2 separate regions of the Macaca mulatta genome follow, and region 1 is linked to region 2. The links are chromatin contacts, called in public Hi-C maps. All regions are on one chromosome and are shown on one strand. The core of a region is the stretch at or near the end of the contact, and the rest is flanking DNA. Distances in the headings are between cores, read along the strand shown.

Evidence for each region. A called contact is a pair of places that touch in the nucleus more often than the background predicts.
Region 1: a contact with region 2 is called in a Hi-C map of fetal cortex germinal zone, with 4 times the contacts expected there. The contact joins the promoter of KIF24 here to the promoter of MYORG in region 2. A contact is called at or near these places in 7 of 14 Hi-C or Micro-C datasets (CD4 T cells, blood, cortical neurons and 4 more).

What each region holds. Positions count from the first base shown.
Region 1 is chr15:65,352,951-65,358,285 of T2T-MMU8v2.0, reverse strand. It overlaps KIF24 (kinesin family member 24), which reads right to left and starts at 3,030. Exons shown (of 13, transcript XM_077965807.1): 1 at 2,827-3,030. It also overlaps a transcript of NUDT2 not described here.
Region 2 is chr15:65,313,607-65,318,322 of T2T-MMU8v2.0, reverse strand. MYORG (myogenesis regulating glycosidase) reads right to left here and starts at 1,601. Exons shown (of 2, transcript NM_001194089.3): 1 at 1,426-1,601. SPMIP6 (sperm microtubule inner protein 6) reads right to left here. Exons shown (of 7, transcript NM_001194086.2): 6 at 4,286-4,372; 7 at 3,655-3,817. The coding sequence ends at 4,286.

The sequences.
Region 1 (5,335 bases), core at 1,781-4,280, 39 kb before region 2:
CGCCACTGCAGCTCAGTGTGGACAACAGGGTGACAAAATAAGACCCTGTCTCCAAAAAAAATCCCAAAAAACAGATAAAGTCACTGCCCTCATGGCACTATTATTTTAATGGGAGGAGATAATTAATCATCAATAAGCGGTAGTTTTAGATGATGATAATCACTACAGAAGAATAAAGCCAGGTGCAAGGCTTACTTTACATTGGATGTTCAGAGAAGGCTTCATTCAGAAGGGAACATTTGAGGTGAAACCTAAAATAACTTGGAGTCACTTACGTAAAAATCAGGAAGAACAGGGTTCCACGTGAGCACATTAGCCCAAAGGTGGAAATGAGCATGGCATAATCAAGCCATCAAACATGGACAGGTTGGCTGGCATAGTAGGTGAGAAGGAGAATAGTATAAGAGGAAGGAAAGGTAGGGGCCAGATTATGTAAGGTGTACTGGGCCACATAAAAGTATCCAAATTTTACTTTTAAGTGAAGTAGAAAGTCATTAGAGGATTTTAAGTGGGGAAAGTATATGCTATGATACATGTCTTTAAAGTTCACTCTCCCAGTTCTGTGAGGAATGGATCACAGCAGGTGGGTAAAAGTGCAAAGAGGGAGATCATTTAGGAAGCTACTGCATTGAACTGACCAAAAAAATGCTGACTTGGAAAAAATGTTTCCTTTCATGAGGGTTAATCAGAATAATGTAAATTAACTGCTAAATTCAGTGTCTGGTATATAAACACTCAACAATATATTATACTATTATTATTAGTTTATACCTACAGAAAACTCTTCTTATTCAACACGATATGAACATCAAAACCCTTGAGACAGTAACTTGGGAGGTATACAATGACCACATACCCAAAGTTTAAGAAGTAGAACTCTATTATTTATTTAACAAAATGTGTTGAGGATCTACACTGTGCAAATTGTAAACTGGTTTGCTGAGCCATTATGGGGAAACTAGATTAACAGATCAGTCATCATAGAATACTAGATCTGGAAGGGATCTAGACGAGTTCAGCCCCTCACTTTACAAAGGACAAAAGAGCAGCCCAGAGAAAGAAACTGTGGTTCCCCCTAAACTAAAAAGTGATAGGATCATACCTTAGGTTGCCCCAAGGACACACTTTGAATAGCTAAAGATTTTCATTAACAATATAAAACCACAAGTTTTAAATAAATGCTATCTTAGCAGTACATTAATGTGCTATACTAAGAAAAATGTAATATGTATATAAAGCCCTGGATACAGTGCTTTGTACGGGGTAAACACTCAATAAATGGTTACTACCACTTTCAGCAGCTAAGAAAAAAGTCTGTTTGGTCTTTGGAAGGCTGAGAGCGAGTGGTCTACCTGACATCAACTACCTGACTTGATGATAGTAGAGCCACAGGAATTGTAATCTAATTCAATTCTTTGATTTTCCAGATGGAAAAAGTGAGGTCTAAAGGGGCTAAATTCAGGAGTTCAAGGCTGCGGTGAGCTATTATCATGCTAGTGCACTACAGCCTGGGTGACAGAGCAAGATCTTTTCTCTAAAAAATAAAGAAAAAGCCAAAATCATAATAATAAAGGAACTAAATGACTTGCAAAGCCACCCACAGTGAATTAGAGACAGAGACAGAGCCAAAGCCAACCCACATATAGTGGGTTTCCACTATATATCACAGATCTGCAGTTTAGCAATAAGGTAGTGTTTCAAACTTTTATAAATGGGTAACAAGAACATAGCTGCTGTACTGAACTTTTTCACTCCTTTTATTAAGGCCACCAGTGAGCTATGAATTTGACATAAGGAAGAATCACACCAACAATCAGACTGTCAATATATAATCCATGAGTTAACAACGAAACAGTCTTAGGAACGCAATTCTATCATGGACACCTGATGAATAGATGAGAGTTCACCTGAGCAGCTGTTATATGCACTTCAGTAGAGAGACTACAAAGCCTCTCTACTTGTAGAATACAAATACAAAGAAGATGCTTTAAAACATTTTCCAAAGCACACTTAAAATGTGACAATAGCTGCCGGTCACTAAGAAGCTAAACGGAGATAAACTCTCTCGGCATACAGCAACAGAATGGTTTATTTTAAGCAAAGACTAAAAGGAGTCTAATAAAATTATTGGGAGACCAAGGCTAAAAGCCACAAATGCAGGAAGAGTTGTAGCAACCAATCCAAAAAAGTTTAGCCTTTCACAAAGAGTAGAAAGGCCCGCTGCGGACTGTGGACTTTCAGGTCCTTTTGCATTTAAGATTAGGGTGGCCTTCCCCTAGCCTCGAAATAAAAAATTGTCTCTGAAGCGGAGAGACAACGAGGCAGGGCATGAAGAGGAATCCAATCTATTTCTTGTAAATTAAATTCAACTCAACAAATATTTCCTGAAAATCTACTGTATGCAAGACATTGTGAACGATGCTTGCCTTACCTTAAAGGCTTCAAAATTTTATGGGATAAGGGAAGAGAATGGGCTTCCCGGAAGTACACAACCCAAGGCCGAACAGAAGCGCCGTAAGAGAGGTGCCGCACGGTCAGGGTTATCGGTTCAAAAGCAAGAGGACATTGGGACTCAAGAGTTTAGTCTCCCAAAGTGAGAGAAGTGGCATTCAAGATAATTGCTGAAGAAAAGGCAGAGATATGGGGATGAAAGGTAGGAGAGTAGGCGAACTTTAGGAAGAACCAAGAGAGGCCAACTCCCGGTTCCTTCACAACTGCCAGTTTCCTCCCGCGCTCAGCGGACGTCACGCGCACCCCTGTCGGAGGGCAGGCGCCACGGTTCCGGACCAGACCTACCCCTCCTCTATTCTCCCCGCCCTTTCTCACCTCGGTCCAAACTCCTCGGTCTGCCCTGTCTGAGAAGAGGAGAAGACAGTGCCGTCGGGAGTGAGCCCCAAGGCCCGCAACTTAAGAGCCCTGTCAACCCGGGAGTCACCGGCGGCGGCCAGGTCGCATCTCCATGGCAACGCCACCAAGCGCCAGTTCGAACGCCCGCGCTGTGGCCCGCGCGTCGCCAGTCCCGCACCACCCACCAATGGGCATCCAAGGAATCGGTTGACGTTCGTTGACTTTTCCTCCAGAAGACCAATCAGAGGTCTGAAGAAACAGCGGGCGTAGTTCTCAATTTCCGACTTTCAGCCAATCGTTCGGCTTGAGGGAAGATCTCGCGACGTTCTCCGTGTGAGACAGGCACCCTTGAGGCGGGTCGAAGAGCCTTCTGCCAAATTCTATTGGTAGTCCCAAGCGTAACCAGGCTCTTCTGATTGGCCGGTGTACTTCCAATTTCCGTCCAAGATCCGCCTCCTGCCTCCCTCTGCTTCTGGTGAGTATGCTTAGGGTCCACTTGAATTTAGTTCTTAGTGGAGGAAATGAGCCTTGGAGCGATGGGAATCTGCCTCCGGTCTCTGCAGGGCCCGAGATGGATGTGCCCTCCTTCAAGTTGGCAGTGAGGTGTGGGCAGGCCAGGCCCCATCCGCTCTCAGGACCTCATTTTTCCTATCTGCACCGGGAGAAGGGAGGTTCCCTGACCCTGTGAGCCTTGGTTGCCCCCGTCCGAGTGGGGATGGGATGGGTCATCCAAATCCCAGAGGCGGGAGAGGTCCAGGTTTAGGGCCCAGAGGCCCTGGCGCCAAACCTGACCCTCCCTGGGCCTCAATTTCACTTTGTTGTTACCTGTTATACCCCGCCTGCTTTCCAAAAGAGATTTTATGTTTTCTAATTGCTTCAATTATTGAATGGGTAATATCGTGGCAGTTATAGCAGACGTAAAGAAAGTCGAACGAGAACCCCACCGCCTTAAAAAAAAAAAAAAAAAAAACTGAATGCCGCCGGGCGCGGTGGCTCACGCTTGTAATCCCAGCACTTTGGGAGGCCAAGGCGGGCGGATCACGAGCTCGGGAGATCGAGACCATCCTGGCTAACACGGTGAAACCCGGTCTCTACTAAAAAAAAAAAAATACAAAAATTAGCCGGGCCTCGTGGCGGGCTCCTATAATCCCAGCTACTCGGGAGGCTGAGGCAGGAGAATGGCATGAACCCGGGAGGCGGAGCTTGCAGTGAGCCGAGATTGCGCCACTGCATTCCAGCCTGGGCGACAGAGCGATACTCCGTCTCAAAAAAACAAAAAACAAACAAACAAACAAAAAAACAATGCAATCAAATTGTCAAATGTAAAACGCTATTATAAAGTCGAGGTTAAGATGAATGATGTTAGGAGTCAGGCAGACCTACATTTGAATCACTACCCAGACATCTCTGAGCCATAATTCCCTTTCTACTCCTCTGAAAAATGGCAGTAATGCCTCAGCGGGTTGTTGTGAAGATTAAGTGAAATAATGAAGGTAAAGCACTTGACACAACGCCTGGCAAGTAGTAACTTCTTAAAAAATGGTAGCTATTATCTTTATAATAAGAACAGGCAAATACACTGGTCAGTGGGTTGGTGTACTTACTGTAATTGAGTACCCAATTTTGACCAAAATTAGTCAGTTAAGGGAAAAAAGGTAATTCTTACTAATAAGGAAACAAATCCATTCTTCAAAAGATAAATTATTTTTCTAGTTTCTATATTAAAAGGAATTTATTCTGTGGGACCTTATAAGGAATGTATATACTGTGGTGAACAGTGTTCAGCAGTTTTACAGACAAAATGAAAAGTCATTTCTTTACAACAGAGAAGCTTTCTGATGATCTTTTATGACACATGGATAAGAATAACTCATGTATTTAGTACTTCTGATAATGTCAGACCCTTTCTCTATATATATCATTTATAAACTCCACAACAACCATGAAAAGTAGGTGTTAACTTTGTTTTACCAATGAGGAAGTTAAGTATCTTGCTCTAAGTGACAACTATTAACTTCAATAGCTAGGCCTTTCTGACTGCATAGACAGCCATGCTTTTCTGTGTTTCTGATTAAAGGAGGATGAAAATGCTTGGAATACCAGATAGATGCAGGGGCAGGTTGGACAGCTTGACCTACCTAAATTGGAGGGAATGTGGGCTGCCGAGGTACCTATGGTAGGAGCTATATCTTGCTCTAATAGAAAATTTTCACCGTGGTCTTGGTAGAGAGGGGAGGAGAGAAAAAATTATTTTAATAAAAATGATTTTAAAAAAGAAAATTCCCACCTTGGGAAATGAAGAGATGGGATGAGAGGATCACTGAACTTTAGATACATCTGTTCATTTATCTTATGGGTAGACTAGCACTTCTAATTCAACTTTTCCCGAACAAATGATTCACTTGCACCCCATCTTCCACCCAGGTACTCAAACCAAAGCCTTTCTCTTTCCCTTGGCTTATGAAACATCTCTCTGTCCCTTAGACAA
Region 2 (4,716 bases), core at 352-2,851:
AGTCTACAACGACTTAGCTTTCCTCCCCATTCCTGTATAGATACAGCTTAGAAAACCCCTCCTGGAAAATGCAGCCAGTGGCCTTTAGCTGATGCCCTCAAGCTGAGCAGAACCCAAAGAAGGCCTTAGGTGGTTCAGATCATACCTGTGAGTTTATATTCATTCATTCAAGATAACCAAAGCCCCATTCTGGGCACCAAGGAAATAAGGAGAGAGGGGGTCAGTATCTGAAGAGGAGAGAGACTTCCTCATCCTCAAAACTTTCATATGAAGTCAGCCTATCTCATGAGGCCTGGAGGCAGGAAGAGGCCACCAAGGTGGATTCAAAAGCCTTTCCAATAGTTAGGTTTTGAGAATCTTAATTTTCTGGAATCTGACGTTCTTTGATGAAAGACAGAAGCCCACAGGCCTGGGCACCCACCCACCCCAGGCACCATGATAGTGTCCCAAATGCCACCACAGCATCCAGTTCTATCAACAATGTGGAACAGCAGACATAGTACAGTGACCATTTTACAGATGAGGAAACGTGGCCCAAACAGAAAAAGGAACTTGTCTGAAGTTAGCCAGGTAGCAAGGCTGCCTGGATCTAAAATCCCAGCTCAGCTCCCCACAGTGTTAAGTTTTAGGAGATGGGAGATAATGATCTGACCTGGCTGCCTGAATGCAGTAGCAGAAAGGAGCCCTGGGGCTGAGCTGGTGGGACCGGCTTCCATCAGATGGGCATGGTGAGGCCTGTCTTTCCAAGGGCTGGTGCTGCTGCTTGCTCCATGCCGACCACGAGAGCCTCTTAGGGGCAGCAGAGAGGGCAATTTTAATGGCATCTGGTACCGGGACTTTGGGGGAGGAAGTCTGTGGTTCTGGTGTTAACAGTGGTGCCAGAGACCTCTAATCTGCTGCCTCCGCCATCTAGTCAACCCAAGGCTAGTGCTAGCAGGTGGAGTCTGCAGGGTGGGCCTCCCTGGGCTCTGCCCGCTGAGTCTTTCCCCACTGGACCCTCAACCTCAGTCTTGGCTGCCACGGCTAGTCTGGTCTAAGGGGGAGGGCCACGCCCGGCTCAGCTGAGGGGAATCCATTCCAAGTAGAATCGTTAGTTGAACTCAGTTCCCAGAGGGGGGATGGAAATATCAAAGGCAACTCGATCCGGCCCATCTCCCTCTCCTGCCCGGCGACGGGATCCGCGGGGATCGAGTGACTGCTTACACAGCCTGGAATACTGCACAGCCACCCGAGCAGCCCGCCCGAAGGCTATACTGTCCGAGGGGCCGACCGAGGTCAAGGGACCTGTCGCCTGGCGGGAATGCGGCCGTGAAATGGGCCCAGGTGTTCAGGCTCGCTCCACCCATTCATCGGTGGGAGCGAAAGTTCAGGAATCGTGCTCCTTCAGCAGCCCCCCGCCTCCCACAGCCCTCCCGCTGGGCTCACCCATTGCAGTTACAGCCCGGCAGAACCGGGGGTGAAGGAGCTTCCCGCCGATCCCCTGCGCTTGAACCAGAGTGAAGCTGCCACCGCGCCGCGCGGGGCTCTGCCTGGCAGGGTACAGCTGAGCCCCTCCTCGGGCCCCGCCCTGGGGCTCCTCGGCCACGCCCCAGTCATCCAGTCTCGCCTCGGGCCTCAGAGTCCAGCCCTGCCCTTGACGTTCGACCCCTCCTCCCAGGTTATCAGGCGGACCTGAGGCCCCGCCCCTCAGCCCCACCTTCCTGCCACTGCTCTGTGCTCTGCCCCTGGCATTTCGGGCTTGCTCAGTCCTGCGTCCCGAGTCTCCGACTCCCGCCGGCGGGCCCGCCCCTGCTGGGCCACTGCTTAACCGCAAGCGGGCTGGGCTCGACCCCAGGCCTGCTGGGACATGTAGTTCTGCAGAAAGGAGCAGCTGCGGAAGGTTGGGGTTCTTGCACCTCTAGGCTAGGTTTGAAATGAGAATGAGAGGGAGAGAGCTGCAGGGTAAAGGAGCAGGGCTCGCCATTGGAATTCCTTTTTTCCTGATTTGGGCAGGTGGAGGCCATATCGGTATAACGCTCTCACAAGCCCTCAGTTTTCCATGTGGAAAAGTGGTGGCGGAATTCCGCGATTATCTTAGCGCCCAATGCAGGGTGCTTCCAATCAAGGGCCCCACGGAGGGAGCTGTAGTTCCAACCTGCCGGGAGCCCAAGCTGTCGGTTCCCACCGGACCAAACCAGCGGTGTCCGAGGTCAGGGACTGAGAAGACCGGTTTCTGCTCGGCATTTTGCAATGTCACTCGCCTCCCCAACCGCCACCCCTAGACTAGTTATTTATAGGGTCCAGCCCCTCCTCCTAAGTTACAGCCTCTAGTTAGAAACGCCCAAGCTGCGGAAAAGTGGGCGTGCCCCGCCATGCCCTTCTCCCCGGGGGGCTGGGCAAGACTCTGAGGTTTTATTTCTTTTTTATTTTATTTTTATATTTATTTATTGTTGAGTGTCGTTCTTGTTGCCCAGGCTGGAGTGCAATGGCACGATCTCTGCTCGCTGTAACCTCTGCCTTCCGGGTTCAAGCAATTCTCCTGCCTCAGCCTCCCAAGTAACTGGAATTACAGGCACGTGCCACCACACCCAGCTAATTTTGCATTTTTAGTAAAGACGGGGTTTCACCATGTTGGTCAGGCTGGTCTCAAACTCCTGACCTCAGGTGATCTACCTGCCTCAGCCTCCCAAAGTGCTGGGATTACAAGCATGGGCCACCACGTCGGGTCATATTTTATTTTTTTGAGAGAGGGTCTCGCTCTGTCCCCCAGGCTGGAGTGCAGTGGCGCGAACATAGCTCGCTGCAGCCTCAGTGTCCTTGGTTCAAGCTATCCCCTCCTACCTCAGCCTCCTGAGTAACTGGGACCACATGTACGTGCCACCATACCCTGCTAATTTTTAAACTTTTTGTAGAGAAGGGGTCTCCTTATGTTGCCCCAGGCTGTTATCGAATTCCTGGGCTCAAGTGATCTTCCTGCCTCAGCCTCCCACAGTGCTGGGATTACAGGTGTGAGCCACTGGACCTAGCTGGTTTCATATCAATTGATGCAGAAAGGAAAATACTGAAGATCCCAGAGATTTTAGAATGGCCCCTCTCGCTCCCTGAGGGGCAGAGAAACAGGGCTTTGTTTTGCAACTTGAAATTTCGTGGTCATGAGACCCTTCAAAATTATGTTTTCACCAGTTGGACTTGGAATGGGGGACACACCTTTGCAGCAAGGGTGTCTGAGCACAGAGAGGCTTTTGGGAGGCTGTGATAGGGACTCCTGGAAGCAAAGATCAAGAGCTTTGGGTGTAGGGATACGGCTTTGACTGTGGAAGGAAGGATCCTGGGTCCTTTGATGAGTGGGAGGGCATCTAAGTTTGGGGGCATACTGAAGAAATGTTAGCTGGAGGGTCTTCGTGGGGTGGGAAGTAGATGGCTACTGCCTGCATTGCAGGGTGGACACATTCGTTTGGGCTCTGGGATGCAGGGGAGTAGGACAGCAGCTGGATATAGGGCTACTGTTCTGTGTCAGGAGGGCACTCAGGGACATACTGAGATGATGGGGTTGGAAGGGCTCAGGGAAGGGTGACTTTGAGAAAAATTGCATCTCAGTTGAAGGGGTTTGGTAGAGGCCCTAGTGACAGGCCCTTCACTTCCAGATTCTGCTGGGTAAGGACACAGGAGGCAGGCTTTGGGGGTGAAGAGTTTATTTATTGCTCTGTCCCCGTGGCCCAGCAAGCCCAGGCTCTACCAGCAACGATAGTCAGGATAGGTCTCAGACACAAACTCAGGATGGATAACATAGTTGTTTCTCTGGGGACCACCAGACTTCTTGAAGTGACTTGTGTCCCATCTACAGGAAGAGATGGGTCAGCCCTTTTGGATCCTCATATGTCAAAGTGAATATCTGACTCCAGTTTGCAATGCTAACCTTATCCCTACACTTTGCCTATAGCACTGAACTTGGGTTCCAATACTGACCTCCTGACCTTAGGTTCTACTGTTAAGTTGCTGATACCCAATATTTCTTCCTTAACATCGACTTCTTACTCGTTACTTCAAGCTCTGAACCCAACACCTTTGGCTGTAAGCCCACTGTCAACCTGTAACCCTTCAATACAGGCCTCCCAGCCCTGTCCTAAGGTCCTCTGTCCTTACCACCTTTGACTGCTCCATGGCACTAGCTCCCCCTGGTGGTATCTGCCTGTCAGTGCACCGCAGCGGGGCGTTCTCATCCCATCTACCAGCCATCCTCCCCCAGCCCCGCCTCACCAAAACTTCAGGGTGCGTGTGCAAATGAGTGTGTGCCCGTTAGACTTACCTAAGGTTCGGATATGGGTAGTATGACGGCGGGGGAGTTGTAACAGCACACTGCATTCCGGGCCGGTGCTCGTAGGGAGGTACACAACTGGAGAAGAAGGAAGCCGCGAGCAGGGAGGGGTTGGGCCTTTTGACTCTCATCCCCCGACTTAGATCAAGCCCCTGGGCGGCACTTAAGGTGTCTGTCTCAAGGCTCGGAAATCCTCCTCTCCTTTCTCACCCTTCAAAACCCCCACTGCAGCACCGACTCGGGAACCCCCCTTGGAAGTCTCCCTTCCGGCAAGGCCTCATTTCTGCTGTTCAGGGAAGAGCGCTGGTCCCTGGGGAGGGTTGGGCTCCGGTCGTTGAGGACCTGGAACCACCGGATCCCCGCCACTGGACAGCAATTTCTCCAGCACTAGGATGAGGCATCGTTTCTGAGCTTCCTAGAGG